Linked DNA regions of Mus musculus: regions 1, 2, 3, 5, 6 and 7 are each linked to region 4. The links are chromatin contacts, called in public HiCAR-type and promoter capture Hi-C maps. All regions are on one chromosome and are shown on one strand. The core of a region is the stretch at or near the end of the contact, and the rest is flanking DNA. Distances in the headings are between cores, read along the strand shown. Region 1 overlaps Arhgef38 (Rho guanine nucleotide exchange factor (GEF) 38). Region 2 overlaps Tbck (TBC1 domain containing kinase). Region 3 holds the start of Mttp (microsomal triglyceride transfer protein). Region 4 holds the start of Cenpe (centromere protein E). Region 5 holds the start of Npnt (nephronectin). Region 6 holds the start of Dapp1 (dual adaptor for phosphotyrosine and 3-phosphoinositides 1). Region 7 holds the start of H2az1 (H2A.Z variant histone 1).

Region 1 (3,134 bases), core at 234-2,733, 2.1 Mb after region 4:
GATAATGGGACAGTGAGACTTCTAATTTTGTTTGATTTTTAGTGGTTACTCTTACAATTACAGTAGATTTTCATTTCCCATAAAATCCTAATGACATTTTAAAAAATGTGTTACTTTGAAAGATTTGATATACTCAATATATATAATATATAACATATATTATATACATCATTTATATGATATGATAATCATATATATGGTTACATCTATTACTGAGCAATATCTACAACAAAATAAAGAGTTCTACAACAAAATAATCCAGCTGGCTGAATACGATACCTGCTCCCCAAACCAGAAATAGAATTCTATTATGAAAGAAACAGCTTATACTACTACTAAGTGCATTAAAGTAGCTTTATAAAGTTCTTGTGACTTTGATTTAGTATAAAGTTTTCTTTTTTAAGTAGGGCAACAAAATACTTTCTAAAAGATATTAGAGACTTTAAAAAAGATTAGTTGCTCTTTAAATTCAATTTTAAAGCATGAATTTGTTTGCCTAAGGTTAAGCAAAAAGAAATCCAAAGTTGCTACTTAAGGACACTATGAAAATGTCGAAAGAGGCATGATTTATTCATGGCTGTGTGCACCTGCACACCTGTACACCAAACTTCAATGTTTTACACAAAAATGAAGGATTATATAAATAGCACAGTTGTGCTTTCTGGCTGAAATCAGTGATTAGATGCAGGAGAAGTTTTGTGTACTGATGTGGCCCTAGGAGTGATGCTTCCTGTCTGACCTGTGAAAAATCCATGCCAGGAAAAGCAACCCTTGAGTTAACTCCTGAGAAAGAACTGTCATGAAGCCAGTGACTGCAACTTTCCTATCATGATGAGCACTTTACTATACATGAGCTCTGAAAAATTATATACGACCTTCATTTTCTACTTCTTTTACTTAAAATCAAGTACCCTGTAATTCTGAAATTAGACATTATTTTAATAGACCTCAGAAAAATACATTTCCAAGATAGCTTATAGGTTGTATATATATGTAAGCAATTCAAAAGATTAAGCCATTAGTTGCATTGTTATAATTACAACTAGGCATGCTAATGTATTTTGTTATATTCCTTTTTAAATTAATATTATACAGAATAGGATCCTCTGAAGTGGGCAATATTTTGTTTACCAAGATGAAGAGGAAGCTTTTGTAGCTAGTTTTTTTTAAATAAATAAAAATATATGCATCTTATTTACATTTCATTTTGAGATTCTAGTAGTTAAAAACTACTAGTATATATAATATAGAGTGTAAAATATCTGTCTGGTAATATAAAATTATCATTGGTGCAGATTCATGAAAAAAATCACAAAGCCACTTTCTTAACCTATCTTATACTTCAGAAAAAATATCTTGACTTTGAAGGACAGGAGGAGGTAAGGAAGAGATAAATGCATGTTTAGTCACAGCAGTGAAGCAATGGGTACCAGATGTTAAATGCTGGAACATTCCAAATCGTTCCAAAATACAATCCAGATTTAAATACAATCCAGATTTTGAGAAACTGCTTTTAAAATGCCTGATGCTATTTGTAATGAACACAGTCTGGGTGGTTTACACAAAGGGTTGTTTCAGCTACTGAGACATGGAATTGTCACTTCTTGGATCTTTATTTACCACATTGACTTCAACAGAGCTGTATGAATAAAAGGAGGAAATTATAAGAAATAAAGCCCTCACCCTTTAAGTTGTTTGTAGTACTACAGCTTCCTAATATATGCACTGCATTGCTAACTAGTGAAAATATTCAGACCTTACAAAATTCAGACCAAATGATCCTATACGTTTATATTATGGTCAGTGAGGTGGTTGCAGTTCACTGAGTAGACAGACACTGGACCTGGAATCCTGTAGGAATAGATTCTGTGTAAAGAATACAAATCTTCAAAGTCTAATTCTGTAGTTGCTTCCTTCTCTATACACACATAGATGTAAAATCAATCCAGTCCAAACTATAGTACTTCAGTTCTACTGGCTCTCACCCTGGGGTCTTTACGTAGCTACGATTTTCACGGTTGTACACTCTGGTTAGATGCAGGTAAATTTTGCGTATTTTGAAAAACAGGTCAACACGTTGGAAAAGACTAGACCTAAGATGTTCTTGGTTGGAAATCCTGGGAATATATTTTTACTAAATTAAATTTGTTTTGTTTTGCTTAAAATTCCACTGAGGCATCTGAATGTATCCATCACATTTCTAATTTCTTCTGACTTTTGTACTACTAAAATTTCATGTTGTTAAAAGTGATGTATTTCCTGTGAAACCTGGGGTCGTGACAATTTATAATTGTAACTAATAAAACTACTATCATGCCCTCGTCAAGATCTGGAATCATCTAACTTTTAAATACAGATGTGCTTTTATAGTGGACTTATAACCTGATATACTCACCATGTGTTTAAAACATCCTGATCTACTGACTATCACATTGTTCAGAAAGTCATTGCTATATAGAGAGTATCAGTTGCTTGGTGGCATGATCACATGAATACTGGGAGCTGCAACCTTTTGCCCCTGCCTGGAAATGAAATAGAATTTCAGAATATGTGAGCAACACAGGAAGATGACTTGAAGTGCAGATGCAACTAAATGTATGTGACTTTCACACTACTGAAAAATAAGAAAACAGTAAAGCATTATAAACCAGGGGTTGTTTGTATTAAGTCTTTTCATTTTATCTCATCTGAACTGCGTTTTATAAAGTAGGAAACTAACACAAAGGAGTTGAAGACCAGATCATTGCATCTTAAGACCAGCATTCTTTCTGTGTCATTTCATCTATTTTCAATTCACTAAATTCTATGCTTGATCTCATAAATTACAATATGAAAAACAGGAAAAGGATACTGACCAGGATAGTTCGAATTGTCAATTCTAAATCTCTACAAGAACACTTGCTGTTGTGGTTGTTAATGTGCAATGTTTCCCCTTGGCTCCTATGTTTCATCATTTTGTTGCCATCTGGTGGTGCTTTTTGGAACGTTATGGGATCTAGAGGAAGTGGAGACTTACTAGAGGAAACAGTCACTTGGGGGTTGGGGGGAGGGCTTTGAGGTTTTATACCCTGCTCTATGTCTTGTTTCCTGAAAGCTGAGACAAACTCATCAACTGGCCTCATGGTCTGGTGCCC
Region 2 (2,890 bases), core at 238-2,737, 2.5 Mb after region 4:
ATCCAGATTGAAGCCACCCCATCACACACCCACTTACTCCATAGCTATGACTAATCTACGACACTCTATCCTTATCTGTTCTTGAATTTCAGCCAATGAGATGTCAGAGTGATCTTGTTATGTTACACCATGGGTCACCATTCTATTCAAAAGCATCTTGTTTCTTTGTGATGATGAAATAAAGCCAGTGGTGATAATATATGTATAACACTCAAAATGCTCTCCCCTTCAGTTCCTGCTATGTGGCCTCACCATGCTCCACTCACAGTGGCTATTCCCTTAACATCTCTAGTGTATCCCTCCCACCCAGGCTGGAGCTTGCTGTTGCTTGCTTGTTATTTCATTTTTATAAGGAACTGACTTCAAACCACCTTTCCTGAGAGCTTTTCCTGGCAATCTCATTTAAAAATTCAACTCTTCCTCCATTCAAACACTTAACACATATGTCCAAATTCAGTTCTTCATTTCTCTAGAATTTACCAATATATACTGAATATATCACATTGTCTATTTTTTATATCTTTTTTCACAATATCTACTTATTTATTTATTTACTATGGCTTTTATTAGCAAATGGGCATTGTAAACGATTTTTTATTTCCTTGCCTTTTAACCTTTTATATTTCTATTAAGAAGGATGAGTGATGTGCACCACAGGAAGCCGAGGGATCCGATCCCTGGTACTGGAGTTGACAGGCTCTGAGTCACCATGTGAGGACTGGGCAGAGAACTTGGGTCCTCTGCAGGAGTTCTCAACTGCCAAGCCACCTCTCCAGCCCCATCACTTTTTATCATATACTTCCACAAAAACATGAGGGAAAACGTTTTTTAACCCCTGTCCTTTAATGTATTCAGGGTATAGAGGCAACCAAATATCTGTTTGAACAATGAAGGAAGCACACAATGGAGCTATCAGAGTACAGAAGCAAAGGCTCCTGAGATCATGCCCTCCTGAGAAGTCTTCAAAGAAGCAAGAAAGGACGAGGAAAGGAGTTCATGCTGACTACTCTGTCCGGAAGAACATTATCACACTAAGCAGCAGGAAGCACAGGAAGTGTCCCCACCTCGAGCTCTACAGACGCACGCATTGATGACAGGTGATGACAGGTGCGTTAAAGAGTTTACTCGAGTAGCGGGAAGCATGTGCAGTGATAAGGCAGAGACTTGCAGGCACTGTTACCAGCATTCCTCGCACGCACGAGATGCCTCTTAGCGACACAACTGAGACTAGAGACATGTAATAACGATACGTGAGACACAATTCCTCTATTCTTTCTATGTCCCTTTTCCATTTTAAATTCCTTCCTTCCTTCCTTCCTTGCTGAGAGAGGGAAGGGGAAGCTTGGACTTAGGGATTGACGCCAAGGCCCGAGTCTTTCAAGAACATCCTCAGCCTTCCTTTACCTTTAGTTTCAGACAGGCTCTTACTAAGTTGTCTAGGCCCAAAGCCCTCTGTAACAAAGGAAAGTCCTGAACTTTTGCATCTTTTGCCTCAACCTCCCAAGTAGCTGTATGACAAGACTTGTTCTGTGAGGCCCAGAGTACTTTATATATATTGCCTTACATAATTTCTCAAGCTGTTTTACAGTTTTAAGAATATGAACTAATACTGAAATAATTTTGAACAATAGAAAGATTTTATTTTTTAATGGTTCTAAGTGTTTAAATATTAGGCTATAAATATAAAAATACACATAGTTTCTGTTACTTTTCTAAGTTAGATGCTAAAACCAATAAAAAGTTATACATTTTTTGAGTATTCGTCCAATCGCAAATGTTAGCCTGACCTGACAATGTACTTGTCTGTAGCTGTCAGCTTAGTAAATGCTGCCCCCTAGCAACAGCAAGCAAGAACTGGCAAGCGCTCACTAGAGCTGTAGAATGCTGGAGAAACAGCAGCAGGTTGGGTCCTAAGGATTTCACTACACTGTTGATTATCTGAAAATGATAGTTGTTTCTTCTTTGAAATCAGAGATATGGCACCTTTTATAAATCTGTATTTTCTTAAAATATTAATGATCTCAGTAGAATTATGTTGCATTTATTTTAGCCACATAGGAATTATTTTATCATTACCAATAAGCTATTTGTAATTGTATTTAAAAACACAAGAGTAACAAGACAACACAGGAACGAGATTTGTTATTCTAAGGTTGCCTTGCAAGCAGCAAGGCTGAGAACCAGATGCACCTGGATAGGAACTTCCTTGTACCCTGACACACGATGGAAGCAGGAAGTGTGGAGGAGACAGAAAAGAGAATGCCAGGGTAATTCATAAGGACTCTCCCAGTCTGTAAGTCTGTCTCACAAGTATGATATATAAATTCTCAAAAGTGTGAGCATGGCATCCTTAGGCTCCAGTCACTGTTTTCACTGGATTGAGGTTTATGTTAATAGTGCAAAGGCATGAGTGGACAGCACTGCAGAAATCATGACAATGGCCCAAGGTAGAACAGTTATGTTTGTAAGGGGTACAATTATGGGTCCTTTACAGTTCTTCCCTAACAATTTGTGAGATGACTTAGGAGGCAGGAAACTATGCTCTGGTCTAAACTGTGGGGGAGCTGGATAGTCGCTTGAGCTATGAGACTACAAGGTGCTTTCTTCAAGAGATACTATTTTTACTTGAAAGAATGACAGGCAAATAATACTTTAAAGCTTGGGTATTTGATCAATATTTTTTTTAAAAAAATGAGCAAAATAAGCTTGTTATTTCAAGAAACAGCTTGAGCTGAGATGAAAATTATAATATTACAAAAGGGGCTAGAGAGATAGGCTAACACTTAAGAGCTTGTTGCCCATCCAGCGGGGCTGAATTTGATTTCCAGCACCACCTTCAGCAGCTCAAAGCCACCTGTAACTCCAGTTCCTGGGAACCCAACAACTCTGG
Region 3 (2,942 bases), core at 384-2,883, 2.9 Mb before region 4:
TCAAAAAATAAACTATAGTAACAACAACAGCAACTAAACCAAAAGCAAGGGACAGGCATTTTCACATTACATTGTATGTGCATTGTATATGGCCACCCGGTATCCACAAAATCATTTCTGTAAAGGTTTGGGTTTTTGGAAGTTTGTTTGTTTGCTTGTTTGTTTGTTTTGTGAGCACGCCCTTTCCTGTCTGGCCCCAGGAAAACTGGTAATAGCAAATGAAGTTCTGCTCTCAAGAGGAGGTTAAGGTAATTTTCACCTTTCAATTTTGCATAGGAAAACACACTTCAAAGGACATTTTTTTTTAACTTTTACTTTTTATTTTGTAGCTCTATTGCTTGCTATCTTTAATCTAAATTGTCTAAAAGACTTAAACTCAAGGTTAGGGGAGTGGCAGATTTTCAGGGGAACCAGGATTGCTTTAAGAATTCATTTTATATGTAAAACAAACATGGCCATAAATATTCTCATAGACCAATATCCCAATAACCCTCACTTCCAAACTTCCTTTTTCTTCTACCCAATCGACTTGACTCCCCCACCCCCCTTAGAAGTGTTTATGTTTCTATCAGGACTTCCAGGGACAAATGTTAGCTGGGTCACTTAGTGTGGCCAGAGCTATACATATGAGGGCATTCTCTTGAAAGACGTATCCTAGATAACATACTGTTGCAAAAGTGGTGAGAACTGGGACTTGTCCTCTGAATCTCTTCTTAGAAATGTAACTCAGGCTGGGCAGTGGTGGCACCCTCCTTTAATCCCAGCACTTGGGAGGCAGAGGCAAGAGGATTTCTGAGTTCGAAGCCAGCTTGGTTTACAGAGTGAGTTCCAGGACAGCCAGGGCTACACAGAGAAACCCTGTCTCGAAAAACCAAAACCAAAAAGAAAGAAAAAAAGAAAGAAAGAAAGAAAGAAAGAAAGGAAGGAAGGAAGGAAGGAAGGAAGGAAGGAAGGGGAAAGAAAGAGAGAAAGAAAGAGAGAAAGAAAGAGAGAAAGAGAGAACTGTAACTCAGAAGGAACAACGGGACTCTGGCTTCCCATTCTAGGAACCTGGGTATGTGGGAAACAGGCATCACTTGTCTTTACAGAGGGCCACTCTAGTATCCTCAGTTGGCCTACTGACACACTAATGCTGTCAAATGCTGACTGCCCCAACCCTGACTTTTCTCTCCCATATAAGGACGACGATCTGTACTTCAGGGATAAAAGGCCTAATCATAGCATTATCCTTATCAATGGTGGTATGACTTAGGATAAATTCTGCAATTGGAAGTCATCTTTGTAATGGTTGGTGATAGTATAAAAATTCAAAAATAATCATAGAAGATGTATTCTGGTTCAGTAGGGTTCAACGAGGTTGGGATTTATTGAACCTCACGTTTCCTTACAAATTATAGGATTCTCCAGGTTTGCTGATGATTGTGTACTTGAGCAGAAAAGTATCACAACTAGGTTTTTTTGTTGTAGTTTGTTTTGTTTTGTTGGCATGACTTCTTAGTACTTCGTCTTTTCTGCATATGTAAGACTGTTCACTGGTTTAGTTTGGAATACAAGATAAAAACTCCCTTGATTTTCCTTCTGGGATGAAACATTTTCTTTTCTTTTTTTTTTTTTTTTTTTTTGAGACAGGGTTTCTCTGTGTAGCCCTGGCTGTCCTGAAACTCACTTTGTAGACCAGGCTGGCCTCACACTCAGAAATCCACCTGCCTCTGCCTCCCAAGTGCTGTGATTAAAGGCGTGCGCCACCACTGCCCTACTGAAACAAATTTCTTAAAAGCGAGAGACTACAAACTATAGCCCACCTGCGTTTAATCATTAATAGTGAGCCCTTCCATGAACTTAGGTCCTGATTTTGGAGTTTGGAATCTGACCTTTCCCCTATAGATAAACACTGTTGTCGCCGGTTCTGAAGAGGGTCACTTCCTTGCTGGCTGCCACCACTGCTCAGTGAGTCCCGGGGACTGGATGTGGCAGAGGGAGCCAGCATGATCCTCTTGGCAGTGCTTTTTCTCTGCTTCTTCTCCTCCTACTCTGCTTCCGTTAAAGGTAAGTTTACGTTGCCTTTCCCTAATCTCTCTCTCTCTCTCTCTCTCTCTCTCTCTGTGTGTGTGTGTGTGTGTGTGTTGAAAGAGTTCCTAACTATACAATTTTTGAAAATATATAAGATTGGAATATCTGGGGGAGGAAGTGACAAGGTGGAAAGGAAGACAGAATTTAATTTCCTGCTCTCTTTTACCAAAGTAGAGATTCCTTTCTCATTTCAGCCCTGCCACCCCCCACCCTCCACCCCAGAGCAGTGTGTCTCTAGCTTCAGTTTCTCACTCTTGGAGAGAGTTATGAGCTAATGTTACCTGCTGATAGACACACAGAAGGCAGCTCCTTCATTTGAATTGTAAAATAACCCAGTCTGGTTGCTTAGCACTGGAAGGACAAGAAGAATCAGACCCAATAAAAGGAAGGCATTTGATGACCAAAGAATTAGGAATGAACTGGTAAAGCCTGTATGGACTCCCATTGCTTTTGAAAGGAAGTAGCATAACCTGAGTCAGGGAGTGAAGGAAAATAAAGCTGCGATGTAATATGGATGTAAGAAAGAAGACGTCCTTTAAAAATAGCGATCCTAGTTAACAATTTTTGTTTTAAGGCAAACGTTACTTTAAAATATGAATTAATGACATCAGGAAAATCCTAGAGGAAAGTGATTTCACAAGGAGTGGTTTGAAAGTGTTGTATGGAATGCTGTGCTGTTGTGAAACCTTCTATAGATCCAGCAGCTTGTAAACTCTATAGATCCAGCAGCTTGTAAACTCTATAGATCCAGCAGCTTATAAAGTCTTTGGGTTTTGCATTGTAACCTTGTATAAAGATGTCACTTTTTTATAGTTTATAAAAAGTTATACTGTTAAGACCAATCGCTCTAAAGGCAATCTGTCATGGTAGGA
Region 4 (2,812 bases), core at 221-2,720:
ATATTCATAACTATCTTTGTCTGCATAGGCTCTACTTCCTCTCTGAAATCTTTAAAAAAAACAAAAAAACTTCTGGAATCTTCCGGAATACTTGACATGCCCTAAATCCCCTGAACTATGTCACTAATCTCTTTCTGTTCTTTACTTTGAGACATTGTCTCACCTTGTTGGCCTGGAACTCACTAGGTAGCCCAGGCTGGTCTACAACTAAGATACACCTCCCTCTGTCTTCTGAGTGCTGGGGTTAAAGGCCTGTGCCACCATGACAGACACCACTAATCTCTTCAGTGCCACCTTCCTCTAAATTCCTATTCGTACCAAACACCACATCAGTCAAGCAATCTGGAAGTTGAATCTCTGTGATCTATCCATCAATGAACCACCTATTCTGTAGTGTTAGCGTTTTCCTGACACCAGGTACCCCATGTCTCTGAAGGCCCAGTGGCTCTTTCAACATTCTGCACAGTTTTGTTTTGTTTTTCTTTTTTTTTTCTGTGTATCGTTAACGGCTTATGTCTATAGATATACTGTTTTAGTTTGCTTTGTGCTGCTGTGATAAAATATCATGACCAAAAGCAACTTGGAGTGGAAAAGGTTTATATCAAAAGCAACTTGGAACGGAGAAGGTTTATATCAGCCTACACTTCCAGCCCCAGGGAAAGTCAGGGCAGGGTCGCAAGCAGGAGTGGAGGCAGAATTCATGAAGCACATTGTTTATTGTCTTGCTCTCTCTGGGTTTTGCCTACGTAGCTGTCTTACACAGCCTTGAGTTCCATGAGTAAGAATGGAACCACCCAGACTGGCCTAAGCACTGCCCATATCAACCAGGAACTAAGATTCCACCACAAGGACATGCCCACTGGCCAACTTCATCCAGGTAGTCCTCCAATGGAGACTCCCTTAGATATAGCTGGCTGTCAAGTCAACAGCTAATGCTAACTAGGAGCCAGCTTTTTCCCAAATTAGGGAAGGAACTTAAATGCAAGAAATAATCAATTTTGAGAATCTCGCCTATCGACCACCCGTTTAATACCAATTTCTCAAGCTTTAGCATCTCTAGCTGAAGGCCAGAAGCCAGCAAACCCAGTAGACTTCATCAACCCCCTCTTGTCTTTTCTTTCTGGCATTCCCGACCTTTTCCCACTACTGAACATTCACTGTCTCCGTCCATCAGGCGAGGACGGCAGTGTCCCCTGAGCAGAACTACGCGCAGTCGGACCGTGTTTTCGGGGAAACGGAGTCCTGCACCCGGGTGTCGGTGTGACTCGGGGCAGCGCGGGCTGGGACGCAGGTCCCCACGCCGCCCCAGGCCGCCTACCTGCTGTTGAGGGGTCGCACACGAACACAGACAGCCACTGAAGCCTCCTCGGCCATCCTGTCCGCTGCAGACTAAGGGAAACGAAGGAGAGCAACGGCGCCGACCGAGCTCCCGGGCCGCCCCGCCTTTAAGTTTAAAATGTCCTCAAGGTTGCAGCGGATTGGGTGGCGCAGCGTCATGACGTCACGGGACAGTCCAAGTGCTGCGGCGAGTGGGGGTTGCGGGGGGAAAGGCGGGGCGAGTCCATGGATGGGGAAGGCGGGGGAGACTCAGAGATCCCGGAACTGAGAGCCTCAGAACTCAGCTGGAGAGAAGTTTTGTGTTAGAGTCACGCCTGCAGAACAAAAGAATTATAATCTTAAAAAACAAACAAACAAGAACTCCAGACTAGACCAAACCAAAAAAAGCTTTCGTTTTGTTTTAAAGCCTCCAATGGGAACTCACTGCCCAGCCAGGAAAGGAAGATTTTCTTTTCTTTTGGAACTGCTTTGAGGCGTTGTTGTTTCTTTTCTTTAACTTTCATTTCTCTGGACGGTGAGTGTAAGAGCCTCATGTAAGGGAGAGAATCATTGACACCTGGGAAAATGTTGTGGGGACATGACAGTGCTGCACACTAGAGCATGGATTACCCGAGAAATCCCCAGTACTAGGCATGGAACACTTCTTTTCATGTTGGTTAGAGTAATCCAAGAGGCTCCCAAAATAATAAAGCTACGCCTTAGGGACGAGGCTTCTAGCTCAGAAACAGCTGGAATTTTCTAATTCCCGACAAGTCTGAAGTATGTGGTGTCTCCAGGCAACAATGACTTAACCTTCAGCCTCAGGGAGGCAACCAAGGACAATTTGGGGATGTCAGTTCTCTCCTACCACTAGGTTCTAGGGATTCAACTTTAGCTTGGCAGCCAGTGACTTTACTCACTGAGCTATCTTCCCTGCCCTGTTTTAACTTTTTTTTTTTTTTTTAAAGTGGGCAAATATATATTTAGCTGTAGGGAACAAACTTATGAAGGGGAAGAAATGTTATGTCATTAAAGGCTCAGAGGCAAGGAAGGGATTTTTTAGAGCAAGAGTATTATTTTCACAGCTGTGATTTTGTCACACTGTCTTTGCTAACATTATATAGCAGGCAGTATTTATTAAAGATTGACTGTATTCCACTATATGATCTATGCTGTTCATCAAGAGATAATTATTAGAAGGAAAAAGAGAGGGACTGAGAGGGTAGCAGAAGAGGTGAATTTGACAAAAGGACGTAATATTCAGGTATGAAAATGTCATAACAAAATGAAACGTCTTGTACAATTAATATACACTAATGAGAAAGAGATGGTGCTTGATGGTTCAAGGCCAATGGGGGCAGTTTAATCAGTCTCACAATAACTGAAAAGGGGGCCGGAGCTGGGGAATCCTGCATCATTCTGTTCAATTCCTAACAGTACAGAAAAAGAGATATTCATTGTGAAACTGTTTTATGTTGTGCTTTTTTTTTTCAAA
Region 5 (2,852 bases), core at 93-2,592, 2.3 Mb after region 4:
GCAAGGATAATTTTCTGAGATTAAAATAGAAACTTCTTTTGCTAACAGAAGCAACTTGGAAATCAAAGAACTATTATTTTTCCTTTTCTTGCAGAAAAGTCCTGTTTTTACACATACTGATAAATCAGGATAGTGTAACCAAACTGGCACAGAACTTTTCGTTAACAATTTGAAGTAGCAGAAACCTTAAAATGATGCGAACGGAGTGACAGTTGAATGTACGGTAGCAAATACTTTCGATTAACATTTATGAGCACCTACTATGTGCCAGGCAATGTTGTAGGCACTAAACAAAGATAGCTCTTCTTGGAGAGTTTACATTACAACAGAAAGAAGACATAGATAAACAAATTATGCTGTAAGAGAAAAGATCAGTACAATGGGGGGGGGAAGGCAAAGTATGGCTGGACGTGACACCAGAGGGGAAGATAAGAATTTTAAACAGCATTCATATTTGGCTTTTAGGGTGACTTTTAGGCAAGGAAGTGAGATTCAGCTATACACACAACCTCTTCAATGCATGCCTAGAGGGTGCCAGGCCAGGAGATCATGGACTGAAGAGAGAGAGGACAGGACAGCCAGCCATTGGGGGTATGGCCTAAGGACGGGAATGATTTAAGTTTGAACGTATATTTATGAAAATCATTTCTTTTCAGTCCTTTGGTGCAATGCTTTTTATGATAGCTCAGTAACTACTTCAAATGGTTCTAAAGAGGTCCCCTCAAGACCAGCTACACCACAAGCTAAGTGGTAACTAACTCCCCTTCCTCTGGGGTGGAGCACTTGCCCTACCCACGGGGGTGCACCAAGTGGAGCTTCAGGACACAGACAGTTTTCCAAGGTTCTTCTCTTTCTCCTGAGCCCAGAGTTCTTCTTCAAAATTCGACCTGAGAGCCGAACCCCCCCCACCACACTCCCCACCCCCGTTAAAAGGTGCAGGGATATTCCAGCTCTGTAGGAGAAGCAATCTGGGTCTGCCTGCCTTCATCAGTCCAGGAACCCCTCCGGTAGGTGCAGAAAAGTTGGGTTCTCCCCTATAGACCACCTGTGTGTGTATGTGGGGGGGCATCTGTCTACCCCCACAGAACGCGTACTTCCACTTCCAACCCCACTGTCGCCCCAGCCTCTGGCGGCTGGGCTCACTTTTTCAGGCAGGTCACCCGACAAGCCCTCTCCCTAGCTCTGCTCCCAACTTTTCTCGCAGCCCGGGGGCAAGCGCCACCCGTGGCCGAGGCTGCCTGCGCGCCGCATCCCCGCCCCTGAGCCGCCCCTGCCCCTGGGGCCCGGGGAGGGGCGAGCCCCGGCGCGCGCCCAGGGCACCAGGGCGGCGGGGCAGGGAGGGCGGCGGGCTGCGCGGCGCGTCCCTCCCGCCTCGCCCCTCCCCGCGGGCGGCGCGGCTCCCGCCGCAGCGCCTCCCCTCGCCAGGAGGGAGCCGGAGGGGCTCTGCCAGCCCGCCGCAGACCTGCCCGGCTGCGCGCTGCGCTCTGTGCGTCCCAGCAGCCGCGGGTGCCGCGCCGAAGGCGGCCGGGAGATCCCGGGACGCGCAGCTCCCCGCAACCTTCAGCGTCCCCGCGTCCCGGTCCTCCGGCATGGCTGTGCTCCTAGCGGCGGTGCTCGCGTCCTCGCTCTACCTGCAGGTGGCTGCCGACTTCGACGGGAGGTGAGGCGGGTCTCGGGTGCCCTCCCCTTTCCCTCAGGGACCTCGAGTGGAGCAGCCTGGCTCCGGGCTCAGGAGAAAGAGAGGCTCGTGCCCCGTGTGCGGTGAGAGCGGGCAGGAGCAGGGACACAGGTGACGCGTGGAGCGTCCCTACAGCCAGTGATCAGGATGGACTGTGTCCCGAGGGGAAACTTGCAGGTGACCCGGCGATTCGACAAAGGGTGGCGGCGAGGACCGTACTTGGAACAAATGGCACCCGAGGGCTCTCGGTTTGTGGTTCGGAGGGGGGACGGTGTACACAAGCTTAACATGAGTACTGAGAGGAGGCGCTCGGGGTGCGTGTGTGTGTGTGTGTGTGTGTGTGTGTGTGTGTGTAGCACGCGGCACCGCTCAGACCTGGCGGGCCTGACTGTTGCTTGCTCTGACAGGTCCCAACAACCTCCGGCAGGGTCTCTGCTGTCACTCAGCGTGTCCCCCCAAGGCAGCGCACCGCGCGATCTCCCCGGAGATCCCGGGCTCAGTCCCCACTGAAGGCCTCAGCTGGACAGGTTTCCCGCTGGCTCACACCACCACTCACCCCTGTCCCCATCCCTCAGAGCTTGTCCCAGGGCTGCCTTGAAGATGCCGCACCTGTTTTACCTGCAATCTTGGAACGAATCAATTCCAGGATTGATTGGCTTTCCTGTCCCTGGAGGGGACCAGAGGAAAAGCCTCGGAGCGCGGAAGAAAAAGGCACCCGCTCCCGGTTCACCACCTGGTCGGAGGAAATAGAAGTTGGGGTTGTTTTGTACTTTGAGCCTGAGGGTAAAGCGAAGATGAATTGAAGAGATAAAGAGTTTAAAGAAGAGTGGAAAGCAGCCAGAGGCTAAGCCTTTTATTTTCCAAAAGCAATTCTTTGCCCACATTTGGATTTGTGGTGCATTACTTTGGGGCACACATATTTACAAAGAAACACACACACACACACACACACACACAGCCTAGGTGTCCATTTACAAAGAAACACACACACACACACACACACACACACACACACACACACACACACACACAGCCTAGGTGTCCAGAAAGTCTGGTAGGTGTGAATCTAAACAGGCTAACAGTCACAGGTGTAAGTGTGATCTGATGCATAAATCTGCATCCTAAACTTGGAGTCTCTCTGGGTACACTTTACATCGGAGAGGGAAATAATGTG
Region 6 (2,738 bases), core at 180-2,679, 2.8 Mb before region 4:
TCGAACTCAGAAATCCACTTGCCTCTGACTCCCAAGTGCTGGAATTAAAGGCATGCGCCACCACTGCCCGACACTTTATATTCCTCTGTCTGAGAGAACTATAGCAGCCAGTGTGTGCCGGTTCGTTATATGTGTGTTCTCAGAGCTGCTTCTCCCCAGGACTGCCTCTAGGCACTGAGGACTTTCTCACCAGAGAAAGCCAGAGTCCCAGGAACCATTGGGAAACAGAAGAGAGGACGGTTCCTAAGGAGACATTGGCAGCCTGTGTAGAACAAGGTCTTCGTTCTATCAGTCTCTTTAGGATACCAAATGGAACAGCCCTCAGATGAACCCTAGTTCATCTTGGGATATTGGAGGGGGAACATGCAGAGAGAGAGCTCTTTATCCATCCACTGATACACATCCAGGCAGATGGAATTTCCTCTTTATGAGTCTAAACACCACTGCATCCAGGGTAGTTCAGCCTACTGGGTACACCCCGGACAGCGTAGCTCAGCCTACTGGGTACACCCCGAACAGCGTACGTAGCTCAGCCTACTGGGTACACCCCGGACAGCGTAGCTCAGCCTACTGGGTACACCCCCGGACAGCGTAGCTCAGCCTACTGGGTACACCCCCGGACAGCGTAGCTCAGCCTACTGGGTACACCCCCGGACAGCGTAGCTCAGCCTACTGGGTACACCCCCGACAGATGCTGTTCTTTAACTTTCTTCTGCCTTCTTACTCAGTCCTTTGCCTTGTTTGTTTTTTAAACAGGGACTCACATAGCCCAGGCTGGACTCAAATTCACCAAGTAGATGAGGATAGCCTTGAACTTCTGACTTTTCTGCCCCTACCTCTAGAGTGCTGGGATTACAGGATCTTATGGGGTGCGGGGATGGAACCCAGGTCTTTGGGCATGTTGGCGACAGCCTCTGCCCCCAAACCTTCTTCCATAAGAGAAACAAGTGTTCCCCTACAGAAACCTCAAGGGAATATTGGAAAGAAATCCTGAGCCAGTACCAGAAACAAAGTAGGTTAGAGCAGGACTGGTTGTTTACCTATAATTTTTTTAACCCCTTCAGAAGATGTATCTGACGTCGAAGCTTCCTCGGTGTTCCTTGTGCCGCTGTGTGAGGTGGGTGTGCGCGTGCACATAGCCCCCTCCCCGCCCCCCCCCCCAAACTACAGGCAAACCCTGGTAAGGAGAAGCTACAGTTTGGACTCCTAGAAAGAGTTTGACCTAATCGCCCCATCCTGGTTGGGCGGGTGGTCCTTCTGTTTTCTTTGGCAAAATCTAACTTGACAATACGTTGTGGTGACTGAGGTGCTCTGCTGCCAGAGGGGTTAGTTAGCACACTTCCTGACTGACAGAACACCCCTGCCTATGCCTCAGGCCCACGGTGGCAGAGGCAGTGTGGGAGGAGCAACCAAGTTTCACTTCCTTGCTAGCCAGAGACTCAGCCCCAGCCGGCTCCTGCCTTAGCGAGGAGGAGCAGCGCGTCCAGCAGCAGCCGATCCCATCTCTCTCTTCATACAGCACCTGGCGGGGAGTCAGCCATCAGAAGCAAAGGAACTTATGGGCAGAGCAGAACTTCTAGGAGGGAACATGAGTACCCAGGATCCCTCAGAGCTGTGGGGCAGAGCAGATGGAGGCACAGACCTGCTCCAGGATTTGGGGTAAGAGCGCTTTTTCGATGAGTACAACTTCCCAGTTCCTTGAAAAATCGCCGCTCTGACCAGTGTTTCCAGGATTCGAGTCTCTTCCCACTGCCACCTGATGGTCGTCTACCTGGCCAGTTTAATTGACCTGTAGGAACTTCCTTCTGGGGGCGCTGATTCATTGTAAAAGTGTAAGATATTTTTCTAAAAGTGAGAACAGTTACACTGAGAGAATGTGATAAAAAAAAAATCAACTTTTGGGCATCCTTCAGCAGCTGGGGAGTGTGCATACAATCGTCTGTTTCTTTGATACTGGGCTAGTTTATCATTAAAGTGAGGTGGAAGAACTCTGAGTGCACCTCTTGGCAGTGAACTGTGTCACTGGTTCCATAAACAGAAAGACTACACGGCTGTGAGTAAGAGGGATTTTTTTTTTTTTTCAAAAGAAAAAGAATGAGGAAGTTTGTACGACAATCATGTTTCTACGGTGCCTCCTTCTCACACAGCAATGGGAGCTCTTTCATAGCCTTTAGACACAAGATAACAACAGCCTGGCTTCAGATAGACAGGTTTAGGTTAGGTGACATCATCAGAGTTCATCAGAAGGGACCCTGATGACACAGCTCATCCGGACATTTAGTAAAGAAAAAAGGGCTACTCAGACAAGAAAGGAGGTTTCCTTGGAGACAAAGCCTTGCACCTACACGCTTGTGTTTCCCAAGAGAGAGGACTCTGGACCTGTTGTCTACCTAAGTGGCTGGAATTCCTCATCACCCAATGACATAAAGACATACTGTCACCTTGCATAGGATGGCAATAAACACGAAAGGGTTTTAAACCCCATCTTATCGGTCACATCAGTGAAATAACAAAGCTGAGACAGCTACCTGCCAGAGGCCCCATCCTCCTCTGAGAATGGGTTGAAATTTCTGTTTACACTAGAGATTGTATCATTTTATATTGTGTTACTGTAAAATTTCTCACGGCACTATGCTGGCACAGCAAGTAGAGGTGCTTGCGGCTAAGCCTGGCTAAGCCTGAGATTGAGTCCTGGGACCCACTCGGCAGACCTCCACACAGATGATATGTCAGACGGG
Region 7 (2,776 bases), core at 264-2,763, 2.7 Mb before region 4:
AAAATAAATAAAAATCTGATGATCAATATTCCAACTTACTTTCAATCAAGATCTTTGAACCTCAATGGTGTTATTTACCAACTGTTGTCATTCCCTACTACCTGAATGATAAAATTATGCAGAATTATGCAAAAAAAAAAAAAAAACCACCCAAAAAACCCCGAAGGGGCACGCAATTGCATTTGCAGGAGCAGCACACTCTGGCCCAGCAGCCTCCTCGGCTGAACGCGAGCTCCCTCTAGCGCTCCCTCGGTCTGCGCGCCGCTCTTAGGGCCTGCGAGTTTTCTTGCATCACTTTCCTCCTCTCTCGCCACTTTCCCCCGCCCCCCCAGAGCTTTTCCAGATCACAGGCGTACTCCCGCTTACCTCTGCGGTGAGGTACTCCAGGATGGCTGCGCTGTACACAGCGGCGGTCGCGCCCACACGTCCGTGGCTGGTTGTCCTAGATTTCAGGTGTCGATGAATACGGCCCACAGGGAACTTGATTTTTATGCACACAAACAAACGAACAAACAAGAAAAAAAATGCACAAAGATAGGAAATTCGTTAAGATAAGATGTGCGCGCCAAAGCCAAGGACGGTGGTGGTGCACCAACGCGCCCCGCCAGTTAACACACATGTGATCCGACGCCCCCCCTCCCCAAACCCCAGTATTCACTGTCTCCGCAGGGCCAAGTCGCGACACATCACTCATGCTAAGATGGAACACCCATGGAGGGTGCAGACAAACAAGCAAGGGGGGTGCAAACATAAAGGCCCGGTCACCCGACTGCGGCAGTTGCTACCCACCTGCAAGCCGGCTCGCTGCGAGCGGGAAACCGCCTTTGTCTTGGCCTTTCCGGAGTCCTTTCCAGCCTTACCGCCAGCCTGCGGCGCCGCCGACGCCCGCGAGCCCGGGAGGGACGGAGAAGATAGAATTACCAAGGCGGCGCGCCCCTCCCCCACCACAGCGCGTCCTGGAGGCGAGCGAGCGCGCGCTCGGCCGCCCGCCGCCCGCCCCGCCGGGGACCCCGGGCCGCCGCTCGCCCCCCGCCCGCCCTTCTCCCCCGCCGACCCCTGCCGCGAGCCCGCCGCGGCTGCGCGCCCCCGCGCCGGCTCCCAGCCGCGCCGTGCGCGCCCCCCCAACCGTCGCCTCCCGCCTGGAGCTCCGGGGCTCCGAAAACACCTCCCCTCCGCTCGTCCCGACCCCGTCCCCGCACGCTCCCACTCGCCGCCGCCGCCGCCTCTCCCAGCCCCGGGGACGGCGGCCCCGCCCGCTCGGAGCCTGCAGCCCGCGGCCGCCCGCCGTCACTCTTCACGTTACCATCTCGGACCGTGCTGAAGCTCCGACGAGCGAGGAAGAGACGAGGCCAGGCGGACGCTCAGCGAGATCCCAGCGCCCACTCCTCCGTCGGACCGCGATTCAAACTGCGCCGTCTCCCGCCTTCCTCGCGCCCTTTATACTGCAGAATGTTCCCTCATCCGGGAACTCGGCCGGTTCGGCCCACCAATGGTTGCCTCCCGCCCTCGGGACGCGTCCTTGAGGCTCCAGCCAATGGGAGAACGCACAGCGGAGTGGCGGGGCGGGCGCTCGGGAGCTCGAGCGATGATTGGCGCGTGGGGGATGAGTTAGGGGGGGAGGAGATGCGGCGGGACGAGGACCGGGAGAAGAAGGGGCGCCGCGGCGGGAGGGCAGCAACAGAGCGCTGCGCCACCGAGCGAGTGGACGGTGGTGTCACGTGCCTGGAGGGAGGAGCTGGAAGGCTGGGGAGGAGCGCGCGCTGGCGTCCTCCCCGCTGCAGCCTCCCCCCCTCCACTCCCCCGCGGTGCTCCGGAGACCACGTGAGCTTCCCTCCCGGTCTAGCCTGGCCCCCTCGCTGACAACCGGCGCCTCTCGGTTGCCCTCTGGCCTGGCCTTTCGTGTCCGCAGATCTCGGTTTCCTTCAGAGTCCTGCCTTCTGACAGGTGGCTCGAAGGCGTCCGGCAAGAAGAGCTCAGCTCGGCCTCTACTTGGTGAACCACTTCCCTGATAAAAGTGTCACCTACCCCACCCCCGGTAGTTTTTTCATCTTCCTCCACTTCTGTCCTCACCTCTTGTTACCCCTCACCCCCCTCATCCTGTCTCATAACAACAGTGGAGCCAAGTTACCGTGGGGATAACAAGTAATTTTGTCTACACACAGGAAGCTTGGGATGAAGCGGTTTTTTATAATGAAGTCACCGGCCATATTTTTGCGAAGACTTCGCATCAATGGGATGCACCTATAGCCTAGTGTCTAAAGTTGATTTGTTGAAACATTAAAGCTATTATGTGTCAGCTTTCCTACACTAAAACATTTTGCCACATGACAAATGTTGGTAAATGTCAGTGGGGTAACTGTAACATGATTCACAAGCAGTTACAGATGGTTCATGTAATCAGTTACAAATGCTGGGCTTAAAAAAAAAAATAGACTTGTACACACGGTACTGTCCTGATGCCAGCCACTTAGACGTGCAGTTAGTAGATCTACAGCACCTGCATTTATCACTCGCTGCTTGGAGACCATAATTATCTGAGTCTTGCGAATTTCGCATTTATATTAATACGTAGCACTTTTCAATTAAACATGATTGTGTGGCCATGTGGGTGGGCGCGGGTGCTCACCTCATTACTATAGTTGTGGAAATCGGATGACAACTTGAGTGAGTGCTCTCTTTCCAGGGTTCCAGAGATAAACTCAGGTATCAGGTAGTCAACTCTCACACAGCTAGCACCCGTCGAGTTATATCACCGGTTTATACTTTTTACATAATT

The links. Promoter capture Hi-C pulls out the DNA fragments that hold promoters and counts their contacts. HiCAR-type assays count read pairs that join an accessible place to other places. Capture Hi-C pulls out chosen DNA fragments and counts their contacts.
Region 1: a promoter capture Hi-C map of cranial neural crest shows a contact between it and region 4. The contact joins the enhancer-like site here to the promoter of Cenpe in region 4. A contact is called at or near these places in 7 of 39 promoter capture datasets (the 3T3-L1 cell line, cranial neural crest, embryonic stem cells and 4 more), 3 of 484 Hi-C or Micro-C datasets (the N1E-115 cell line, conventional dendritic cells and embryonic fibroblasts) and 1 of 115 datasets of contacts at active chromatin or transcription factors (astrocytes).
Region 2: a promoter capture Hi-C map of the HPC-7 cell line shows a contact between it and region 4, with 13 times the contacts expected there. The contact joins the enhancer-like site here to the promoter of Cenpe in region 4. A contact is called at or near these places in 9 of 39 promoter capture datasets (the 3T3-L1 cell line, the HPC-7 cell line, cranial neural crest and 5 more), 1 of 484 Hi-C or Micro-C datasets (the HPC-7 cell line) and 1 of 115 datasets of contacts at active chromatin or transcription factors (astrocytes).
Region 3: a contact with region 4 is called in a HiCAR-type map of astrocytes, with 7 times the contacts expected there. The contact joins the promoter of Mttp here to the promoter of Cenpe in region 4. A contact is called at or near these places in 1 of 115 datasets of contacts at active chromatin or transcription factors (astrocytes) and 1 of 9 other capture datasets (liver).
Region 5: a promoter capture Hi-C map of hippocampal neurons shows a contact between it and region 4, with 4 times the contacts expected there. The contact joins the promoter of Npnt here to the promoter of Cenpe in region 4. A contact is called at or near these places in 4 of 39 promoter capture datasets (the 3T3-L1 cell line, cranial neural crest, hippocampal neurons and 1 more).
Region 6: a promoter capture Hi-C map of liver shows a contact between it and region 4, with 6 times the contacts expected there. The contact joins the promoter of Dapp1 here to the promoter of Cenpe in region 4. A contact is called at or near these places in 3 of 39 promoter capture datasets (liver and pre-B cells), 1 of 115 datasets of contacts at active chromatin or transcription factors (astrocytes) and 1 of 9 other capture datasets (liver).
Region 7: a contact with region 4 is called in a promoter capture Hi-C map of pre-B cells, with 9 times the contacts expected there. The contact joins the promoter of H2az1 here to the promoter of Cenpe in region 4. A contact is called at or near these places in 7 of 39 promoter capture datasets (the C10 cell line, cranial neural crest, hippocampal neurons and 3 more), 2 of 484 Hi-C or Micro-C datasets (CD4 T cells and pre-B cells), 2 of 115 datasets of contacts at active chromatin or transcription factors (astrocytes and trophoblast stem cells) and 2 of 9 other capture datasets (adipose tissue and liver).

Annotation. Positions count from the first base shown.
Region 1 is chr3:133,111,795-133,114,928 of GRCm38.p6, reverse strand. It overlaps Arhgef38 (Rho guanine nucleotide exchange factor (GEF) 38), which reads left to right. Exons shown (of 14, transcript NM_001368752.1): 14 at 1-2,651. Among named protein-coding and RNA genes, the nearest start is that of Ints12, 22 kb to the right of the region's middle. Within about 2 kb of position 1,483, at least 3 of the 459 cell types and tissues checked have an H3K27ac peak or open chromatin away from gene starts, as enhancers often do.
Region 2 is chr3:132,746,173-132,749,062 of GRCm38.p6, reverse strand. The region is part of intron 20 of Tbck (TBC1 domain containing kinase); the gene reads right to left. Among named protein-coding and RNA genes, the nearest start is that of Gm30294, 30 kb to the left of the region's middle. Within about 2 kb of position 1,487, at least 9 of the 459 cell types and tissues checked have an H3K27ac peak or open chromatin away from gene starts, as enhancers often do. A contact at or near this core is called in the HPC-7 cell line, where this site is marked.
Region 3 is chr3:138,130,344-138,133,285 of GRCm38.p6, reverse strand. Mttp (microsomal triglyceride transfer protein) reads left to right here and starts at 1,633. Exons shown (of 18, transcript NM_008642.3): 1 at 1,633-2,046. The coding sequence starts at 1,986.
Region 4 is chr3:135,211,221-135,214,032 of GRCm38.p6, reverse strand. It overlaps Cenpe (centromere protein E), which reads right to left and starts at 1,470. Exons shown (of 46, transcript NM_173762.4): 1 at 1,319-1,470. The coding sequence starts at 1,374.
Region 5 is chr3:132,948,781-132,951,632 of GRCm38.p6, reverse strand. It overlaps Npnt (nephronectin), which reads left to right and starts at 1,342. Exons shown (of 14, transcript NM_001287101.1): 1 at 1,342-1,660. The coding sequence starts at 1,590.
Region 6 is chr3:137,980,240-137,982,977 of GRCm38.p6, reverse strand. It overlaps Dapp1 (dual adaptor for phosphotyrosine and 3-phosphoinositides 1), which reads left to right and starts at 1,429. Exons shown (of 9, transcript NM_011932.3): 1 at 1,429-1,659. The coding sequence starts at 1,559. All of the region lies in intron 2 of Gm19708 (a long non-coding RNA gene), which reads right to left.
Region 7 is chr3:137,863,224-137,865,999 of GRCm38.p6, reverse strand. It overlaps H2az1 (H2A.Z variant histone 1), which reads right to left and starts at 1,513. Exons shown (of 5, transcript NM_016750.3): 1 at 1,304-1,513; 2 at 790-867; 3 at 367-480. The coding sequence starts at 1,306. It overlaps Gm43403 (predicted gene 43403), which reads left to right and starts at 1,674. Exons shown (of 2, transcript NR_169184.1): 1 at 1,674-2,035; 2 at 2,163-2,313.